2 separate regions of the Gossypium hirsutum genome follow, and region 2 is linked to region 1. The links are chromatin contacts, called in public Hi-C maps. All regions are on one chromosome and are shown on one strand. The core of a region is the stretch at or near the end of the contact, and the rest is flanking DNA. Distances in the headings are between cores, read along the strand shown.

Region 1 (4,734 bases), core at 341-2,840:
AATTTCGTATTACAAAATTTATAAAAAAAAATTAAATATTATTTAATTAATCGGCCAAAAAACAACTGCTAGTTATAATAACAGTCACTCTTTTATTTTGTAATAATTCACGATCACTCTTTTTATTTTATAGCTTAATCATTAAATTACTAAAATTCACATCTTCACTTTTTTTGAAAAAAAAAATGAATGCCTCAAAGCATATTTCTCTCTTTAGAGCCATTAGTTTAAAATGATAAAAACAAGTAATGGTTAGATCTAATAATTTGAGATACAACACAATAATTTTTAATTTATAATCTATTTATATCTATCTATAATTTATTATTTATTTAAAAGCACGAGCTTAAAAAAATTTTGATTCGAAAAGAATACCCTCTATTTTTTATCATATTACTAAATTGACTTTTAAAATAATTATAATTATTAATTAAAAATTGACATAAAATAAAATTTATAATAATTATATACTTAACAATAATTATAATTCAATAGAATTTGAGATAATTGAATATTTAAAAATAATTATTAATTTAATTTACATTTATTATATTTTTTAATTAAAATAATTATAATTGAAATAAAAGTTGACGTATTTTTATAACCGGAGTAAAACTAAAATAATTTTACACTCTGTTGTATATTTTTGTATGATTAATATTTTAATGATCCAGCCTCATATTTCATATTTTATTTATATAGATCATGCATGTCAAATTTGGTGTAAATTAAAAATTTTGAACTGTTTATTTTAAATTAAAAAAATTAATTCATTCAATAAGTATTAATATTGACACTTTTTTAGATCGATATGATAGAGATATCAAATTAGTTAAAAAATTTATATACATAACAAGTAAAATTATATCGATAAATTTAACAGTTGAATCTTTAAAATATTAATTGTACAAAAACATGCAAAAGGGTTTAAAAGTGTAAATAGATCCCTCCTCTTATATATCGTTTACAAATTATTTTAATCAATTTATTGCCTATTAAGAAAATAAAAATAAAAATTGAATAGTAAATAATTTATTTTACAATATATCATATATTTTATTGTTTCTACAAATGCTTCAATAATAGGAATTTTTTATTATTACTATGTCTCGTTATCAAAATAATTAATAAAATAATTAATATATTTTAATAGTGTTTATCAGTTATTATTTTAAATAATGATTACATGAAGTAAAATCGTATTATATATTGATGTATGTTTTAATTATGATTTGAGATATTTTAATATTATTAAAAATTTATTGATCTACAAAATATCAATTTTCTAATATGATACTTACAAATTTCTTTTTACTATATTTGAATTGTTAAATAAATTAATATATTTCGATTATATTTAAAAAATAAATTAAAAATTAATTATAATAATTAAAAATATCTTATTTAAAAATTAATTATAAATTAATCGCCTAAAATCATATACAATATAATCACTGAAAATGAAAAATACTTAGATATCAGTTCATAAAAAAAAGGCCTCCATTTGGGAAAAATCAGAATCCCAAATGAAAGCCCAACCCATGAACTCACCAAAAACCTAAAGAATTCCGAAGACTTTCTCCCGGGGAGATCTTTCTAGAAGCCACGGTATCTCTAGACACCTCTAGTCGTGGATGGACACCACTCAATTCCATTCCATAACTCCTTCCAAATCAAAACTTTTTTAATAAATTATTAAATCGAAAATTCCACACAAACCCTCGTAAATAAAAGCCCCCTCGCTCCCCCCCCCCCACCCGCAAAAAAAAAAAAAACTCTCTGTTTCGCTTCTGTGAGTGTGAGGTTGTTTTCGTATGCTATCTCTCGCGAACGTACAAGAACATAACACCAAATAAAGAGAGAGGTCTTTTTGAAAAGAAATTTGCTGAACTGCTTTCGCCTCAATTTTCCTTTCCAAGGGTAAGATCGCCGCCCTTGGCTCTTTGTGCTTTTCTTCTTTCGATTTCTTTTTTAATTGTCGTTGTTGCATTTATTTCTCCGTCATGAACTTAGATCTGTTTTGTTTTATATTCAGCACGTCGGTCGATGTTTTTTTTTTCGCATTGATTTTTGCTTCTCTTTAGATTTAGCTGTTTGTACAGAATCAAGTAATTTCCTTATTTGATTTCTATTTTTTCGATTCGTTTGGGGAAAAATTAACTTATTTTTATATTTTGTGAATTTATTATTATGATTCGACGTGTTTTCATCGTTGGAATTTATTTTGAAGTTACAATTAGTTGTTTTAGGTTTATTTGAATGCGATTTCGATTTGGTCATTGCAAAGAGTTCCCATTTCTTATTAATTTTATTTGAAGGAGTGTTCATTTTGGGTTGATATCTGATTGTAAAGGTTTTTAGGGTTTGTTTCCAATGGTTTGATTTATGTATGTGAACTACTTGGTTTTTTAACCTTTAACTGAAGTGTTTTCATTTTGATTTGAGTTGCATTATATATCCGCTTGCATTTGTTTAGCCCTTACACTTGCCTCTGACCCTTATCTAGTTATTTGGCCTGTGTTCTTGTGTGAATGATCAACTCATGAAGCGCTTTTGAGTCTTTAAATGAGAACATAAGGGGGGATGTATATTGGATATTGTTATTTATATTAAAGATTTTTTTTAATGTAATAAGAGTCTTTAAATGGGAACATAAGGAGGAATGTTTATTGAATATTGTTATGATCTTTGTTATATCAATGGTATTATGTGTTCAAGTCCATGGAAGTTGACATGGAATATTGAGCAGCAACTTGTTGCCCATAACGTATTGATATCACCTTGGTTGATGCAATGTGTTATTTATTTAATGTGCAAAGTATGGTGCTCCAGTAGCTAGATTCCTAAAATAGTGATTATGAATTTTTGCCACTTTAATACTTATGATTGCACGGTACTCCAGTTGGCTAGATTCAAAACGTGATTATGATTTTTTTAAATTTTTTTTGCTTTCCTGGTTAAGTACTTATATATAATCTAATTTCTTTTTGTTTTGTTGGATGCCAGGTTAATCTTATTTTATAAAGTAAATTTGTGTAATTTCTGTTTAAGATGAGCGTTGTTGGGTTTGATTTCGGCAATGAGAGCTGCATTGTTGCAGTTGCGAGGCAGAGAGGGATTGATGTCGTGCTTAATGATGAATCAAAGCGCGAAACTCCAGCTATTGTTTGCTTTGGGGAGAAGCAGAGATTCATTGGTACTGCAGGGGCAGCATCTTCTACAATGAACCCTAAAAACTCAATTTCTCAGATAAAACGGTTGATTGGCCGTCAGTTCTCAGATCCTGAGTTGCAAAGAGATCTCAAGTCATTGCCCTTCAATGTCACTGAGGGTCCTGATGGATATCCTTTGATTCATGCTCGGTACTTAGGTGAAATGAGAACTTTTACCCCAACCCAAGTTTTGGGAATGGTTTTGTCGAATTTGAAAAGCATAGCTGAGAAGAATTTGAATGCAGCCGTAGTGGATTGCTGTATTGGAATTCCTGTGTACTTCACTGATCTTCAAAGAAGAGCAGTTTTAGATGCTGCCACAATTGCAGGCTTGCACCCTCTTCGCCTGATTCATGAAACTACTGCAACCGCATTGGCTTATGGTATTTATAAAACTGATTTACCTGAAAATGACCAATTAAATGTTGCATTTGTTGATATCGGACATGCTAGCATGCAAGTCTGTATTGCTGGCTTCAAGAAAGGGCAACTCAAGATCTTGGCTCATTCATTTGACCGCTCTTTGGGTGGTAGGGATTTTGATGAAGTTCTTTTTCAGCATTTTGCTGCAAAATTTAAAGAGGAATACAAGATTGATGTCCTCCAGAATGCAAGGGCTTGTATTAGGCTTCGGACAGCTTGTGAGAAGCTAAAGAAAGTACTTAGTGCCAATCCTGAGGCCCCTTTGAATATTGAGTGCTTGATGGATGAGAAGGATGTTAGGGGTTTCATCAAGAGAGAGGAGTTCGAACAGATCAGTGCTCCAATTTTGCAACGTGTGAAGAGGCCACTTGAGAAGGCTCTTGCTGATGCTGGACTTGCAGTTGAAAATGTTCATATGGTTGAGGTTGTTGGCTCAGCCTCCCGGGTTCCTGCTATGTTGAAAATCCTCACAGAGTTCTTTGGTAAAGAGCCTAGGCGTACAATGAATGCTAGTGAATGTGTTGCAAGGGGTTGTGCTTTAGAATGTGCAATTCTCAGTCCCACATTCAAAGTTCGAGAGTTTCAGGTGTGTATTTTCCAATTGACTTTTTACGAAGTTATCGTGATAATTTTGCTGTCTGTGTTGAATGTTATCTCAGCTGTGTATGCATTTGGTTGCATTGTAGTATGATTTCAAGGTGTTACTTTCTTTATTCTCCCGAATACGGAATAATGCAAGATTTTTCCTTGTATTTCCATTCCTTATATTCCCATTATTGTTGCTGCATGTCCTGTTGTCAAATTTGTGTCCTTTGACTCTTTTTCCCCTGAACACAGCTGACATCTTAACCTGTCTGATTTGAAAAAGGTCAATGAGAGCTTCCCTTTCCCAGTTTCACTATCATGGAAAGGTTCTGGTCCAGATTCTCAGGCTGGAGGAGCAGAACAACAACAACTTGTCTTTCCAAAAGGAAATCCAATACCCAGTATCAAGGCTGTGACATTCCACAAGTCAAGTACTTTCACTGTTGATGTTCAATATTCTGATGTTAGTGATTTGCAGGCCCCTCCAAAGATCAGTACATACACGGTAATTAAT
Region 2 (4,815 bases), core at 2,110-4,609, 160 kb before region 1:
ATCTTATCACCATAAATTTGGCATTTGTGACATCTCTTAGCATAATTGATACAGTCTCCTTCTATAGTCAACCAATAATATCCAAACCTCATAATTTGTCTGGCCATTGTGAACCCGTTAGCATGTGTTCCACAAATGCCTTCGTGAACTTCTTCCAAGATCTTCTTGGCCTCCACAGCATCCACACATCTCAAAAGTACTTGATCCTTTCTTCTTTTGTACAGGATCTCCCCATCTAAAACATAATCACAAGCTAGCATTCTCAACGTTCTTTTGTCATTCTCCGTAGCTTGATCTGGATATTCACGATTTCTCACATATCGCAATATATCCTGACACCAAGGATGATCATCTCTCTCTTCTTCCTCTATATTATAAAAATAAGACGGGGCCTCACAAATACTCATCTGAATGGGTTTCATATCTTCTTGTCTGTTTACTTTGATCATGGAAGCCAAAGTAGCCAAAGCATCTGCCATCTGGTTTTCATCGCGTGGGAGATAATTGAAGGTAATATCATCAAACTCTTCAACTAACCCCAACACCAACCTTCTGTAATTGATTAATTTGGAATCTCTTGTCTCCCATTCACCTCAAATTTGGTAAATTACCAGCACAGAATCTCTGTATACTTCCAGTAACTTCATTTTGCACTCTATAGCTACTCAGAGCCCCATGATACATGCTTCATACTCTGCCATATTATTCGTGCAATCAAAATCCAATTTACATGTGAACACCAAGGCCACTCCAATCCCATTACCCACAGCGTTCGAGGCTCTATCAAAATTCAATTTCCAAGACTAATCTTTTGTAGTGTCCTCCTCAGTAGCTGCCACATACACTATCTCCTCATTGTGGAAATCAAAATTCAAGGGCTCATAATCTTCTAAAGCTCGACTAGCTAGAAAATTCGCTATTGCGCTCCCTTTCACTGTTTTTTTACTCACGTAGATTATGTCAAATTTAGAAAGTAAAATTTGCCACCTAGCCATCCTTCCATTCAAGGCATTTGACTCCATCATATACTTTAGAGGATCCAACTTTGAAATTAACCAAGTTTTATGGTACAACATGTATTGCCTCAACCTCCGAGCTGTCCAAACCAAAGCATAACACAAATTTTCAATTGGCGAATATCTCAATTCCCACTCAGTGAATTTCTTACTGAGGTAATATACCACATTTTCTTTTCTTCCTGATTCATCATGTTGACCAAGCACACATCCCATAGAATTACCAAACACGGTTAAATACAGTATCAACGGCCTATTTGAGCTTGAAGGTGATAACACTAGAGGACTCGACAAATATTTTTTAACTTTATCAAAAGCTCTCTGGCATTAATCATCCCATTCTCTTGGGTTATGCTTTTTAAGAAGACAAAATATGGGGTCACATTTCTCTGTTAATTGAGAAATAAACCGAGCAATCTAGTTTAGCCTTCCCAAGAAGCCTCGAACTTCTTTTTAAGTGCGTGATGGAGACAACTCTTGTATAGCCTAGACTTTGTCTGAATCAATCTCGATTCCTCTCTTACTGGCTACAAAGCCCAATAGCTTTCCAGATCTAGCCCCGAAAGTACACTTGGTTGGATTAAGCTTAGGCTAAAATCTTCTCAATATCATGAACAACTTTCTCAACACTTGGATGTGTTCTTTTTCGGTTCGAGATATGGCTATCATATCATCAACTTAGACTTCAATCTCCTTGTGCATCATATCATGAAATAAGGTTACCATGGCCCTTTGATATATTGCTCCAGCATTCTTTAGTCCAAATGGCATCACTTTGTAACAGAACGTGCCCCACAAGGTTATGAAAGTAGTCTTTCCCATGTCCTCAGGATGCATCCTTATCTGATTGTACCCTGAGAAGCCATCCATGAAGGAAAACAACGAGTAACAACCCGTATTTTCCACTAGCGTATCAATGTGAGGCAAGGGGAAATTGTCTTTGGGCTAGCCTTATTTAGATCTTTATAATCCCACACATTCGTACCTTACCGTCTTTCTTGAGAACAAGCACAACATTGGCTACCCATTCTGAGTACTTGATCACCTGAAAGAATCCCACATCAAATTACTTTTTGACTTCCTCATTTATCTTTAAGATAATACCTGGCCTCATTCTTTGAAGTTTCTGCTGTACTGGCTTGCAATCTTCTCTTATGGGAAGGCGATGTATTGTGGTTTCCTACCTGGTGCACAGCTTCCATTCACTTTAACCTATAATGAAATTATCTTTTAAAACACTAAGTAAGTTTTTCTGGATCAACAATATAAAATGTTTTGAACGGTTTGATGTGGCATGTCGGATCTGGCCATAACGTCTGGGCCGGGTTTGGGGTGTTACATAAAAGCATGAATTGAGGATGATTATGAATAATATCAATGGATAAATGATTCTTCCATCCAACCCAAATGCCACCTGAAAAACCAACAGACTCAATGCGGTGATAAAAATCAAAACCTAATTTTTCAATGATAGAATAAGCTTTTTTACCGCTGACTCTCAGATCCAAAAGACACACAATGTCAAGATTATATTCTAAATAATACTCCCGAAAAGCACAAAGAAATTTACTGCTCGTACAGCCTTGGCAGTTCCAAGAAAAAATTGTAAGTTTAGTATCCATAAGAATATGATAATAAAGCAAAAGGAAAAAAAACCAAAAAAGAAAAAAGCCACAATAACAACCAAACTAGAAAAATAAGAAAAAAATTAATTGCTATTATCCTCTCGTCTATCACCTACATCCGGGTTAGAGCTCTGAATAGTGGAAACAGACTGGGCCAACTTGGACATAGAATTACTCAAAGAAACTTTTGAGGAATTTTTATTTTTATAACTAATGCCTTTCCCATAAGGGATTTTATTAATTTTCCTGGTGGCCCTGAACCCCCCCTTCTTTACTCCCCATTAATTTCCCAGTAATTCGAATTTTACTACCAACCGACTTTAATGGAGAGACCTTACCCAAATTGGCACCATCAACTGACCCTTTAACCTTAAAAGAAACAGCAGTATGTTTAGGGACTTTTAATCTATCCTGGGAATTAACATCCTGGACTTCTATTAGTTCTAGCTCTAAAGAAACAGGCCTAGAAATCAAAGCTGAATCCCCATTTAAAATCTGCTCCTGTTCAACAAAAATAGGATTAATATGCGTGGAATTAACAGGAATTGAGATAGGACTAGAAAATTGTATTTTACTGGAACTAATGCAAACTGAAGGACTAGACTCAGGAATGGAAATAGGCGTTAAAATGCTCCCTGGTTCGGTAGACATAGTGTTCGAATCCATGGCATTAGGGCCCGCCTGCTTGGTGACTTGTAATTGATTAATTATTAATGGGTCAAAAATCTGCTTACTAGCAGATAACCTAGCTACTCCAAGGCCCGAATCCTCATCAGCAGACTTTCGTCCCACTATCCCATTAAAAATTGGATCCACCGATTTTAAAATACAAGGCCCAGCATCCATCAAATCTTCCTCCAATCTATTATACCTATTGAGATTGGGACTATCCTGAGTTATTTGCTTCTGCTTTCCTTTCAAGTCCCCAGCGTCGAAACCATTTTTATTTTGAAAAACGGAGGTTGACTTTAAAATGAAAATGGAGTTGCCCCCAATCCTTTTTGTTTAGGTGTGATCGGGTCACCTTGTGATCAATCATTTTAATAAAGCATTTCGGTTTATTAAAACAACATTTTTGGTCTACGAAAAACTAAAAAATGGATTTGGGAGTCAGTTACGCGCGAGGAAGGATTAGCACCCTCGCAACGCCCAAAATTGGTACCGTATTGATCAATTAACGTCCTAATGTTGAAAATTTGAAAAAGATTTTAAAATACAATTCCTTTAAAATGTTTGGATAACTTGAATTGGATATTGAGATTCTCTCACTTAGAAGGAATAAAATATCATATCCAGCACGATAGGACACAACATTTCAAACCCTCGATACAAGATCATCTTATAATTTCCAAAACTCATGCATTTAAAATTTCAAAAGGATATTTGGCTATCTAGTCAAACGATAAGTCGAAACCCAGCACGATTGGCACGATTTCTCAAATTTCCAAACACAAAATATTGCCTCGTTTTAATTTAAGAGAACATGGACGAAATTTCAAAAGGATATTCAGTTATTCGGTTGAACGAAAAATCGAAACCCAGCACGATTGGGCACGATTTCTCGAATTTCCAAACATGAAATATTTTCTTATTTTTTAGAAATCCTTATCTCGGGATACAAAGTGTCATATCCAGTAAGTTAAGACACAACACCTCAAATTCCTAAGAATAAGCTTTTATTTGAAACTTATACGTTTTGATTGAAAAAGGGTACCCGGTTACTTAAATTAAACGAGGAAAATTGAAACCTAGTAAATTAGGGCACAATTTTCTCGAACATGCCAAATACCGAGTATTGCCTTATTTTGAAAACTTTTGAATAAAATTGTCGAAACCGTTTTTCATTTCAAGGGAAAAAAAAGAAATCGACTTTTAAACAACATGTGGAGTCGCCACCAATCTTTTTGTTTAGGTGAGATTTGATCACCTGATAAGACATTTAGCTTAAAACATTTTTAATCTATGTAAAAAATAAAATAAAATGGGTTCAGGAGCCGATTACGTAGGAGGAAGGGTTAGCACCTTCACTACGCCCAAAAAACTTGTACCAGATTGATCACATGTTGTCCTTATGTTTAAAATTTTAGAAAAGAAATCTTGAAATATGGTTCTTATTAAAATGTTTGAATGGTGTAAGCTGGTCATCAAAACTCTTTCGTTTCAAAGGTATGCAG

What was found. A called contact is a pair of places that touch in the nucleus more often than the background predicts.
Region 2: a Hi-C map of leaf shows a contact between it and region 1, with 2.1 times the contacts expected there. The contact joins the enhancer-like site here to the promoter of LOC107897244 in region 1. A contact is called at or near these places in 5 of 34 Hi-C or Micro-C datasets (callus, hypocotyl, leaf and 1 more).

The regions. Positions count from the first base shown.
Region 1 is chrA10:12,892,448-12,897,181 of Gossypium_hirsutum_v2.1, reverse strand. It overlaps LOC107897244 (heat shock 70 kDa protein 14), which reads left to right and starts at 1,590. Exons shown (of 10, transcript XM_016822625.2): 1 at 1,590-1,920; 2 at 3,007-4,221; 3 at 4,504-4,725. The coding sequence starts at 3,052.
Region 2 is chrA10:13,053,670-13,058,484 of Gossypium_hirsutum_v2.1, reverse strand. No RefSeq gene overlaps it. Among protein-coding and RNA genes, the nearest start is that of LOC107897249, 3.6 kb to the right of the region's middle. Within about 2 kb of position 3,359, at least 7 of the 9 cell types and tissues checked have an H3K27ac peak or open chromatin away from gene starts, as enhancers often do. A contact at or near this core is called in leaf, where this site is marked.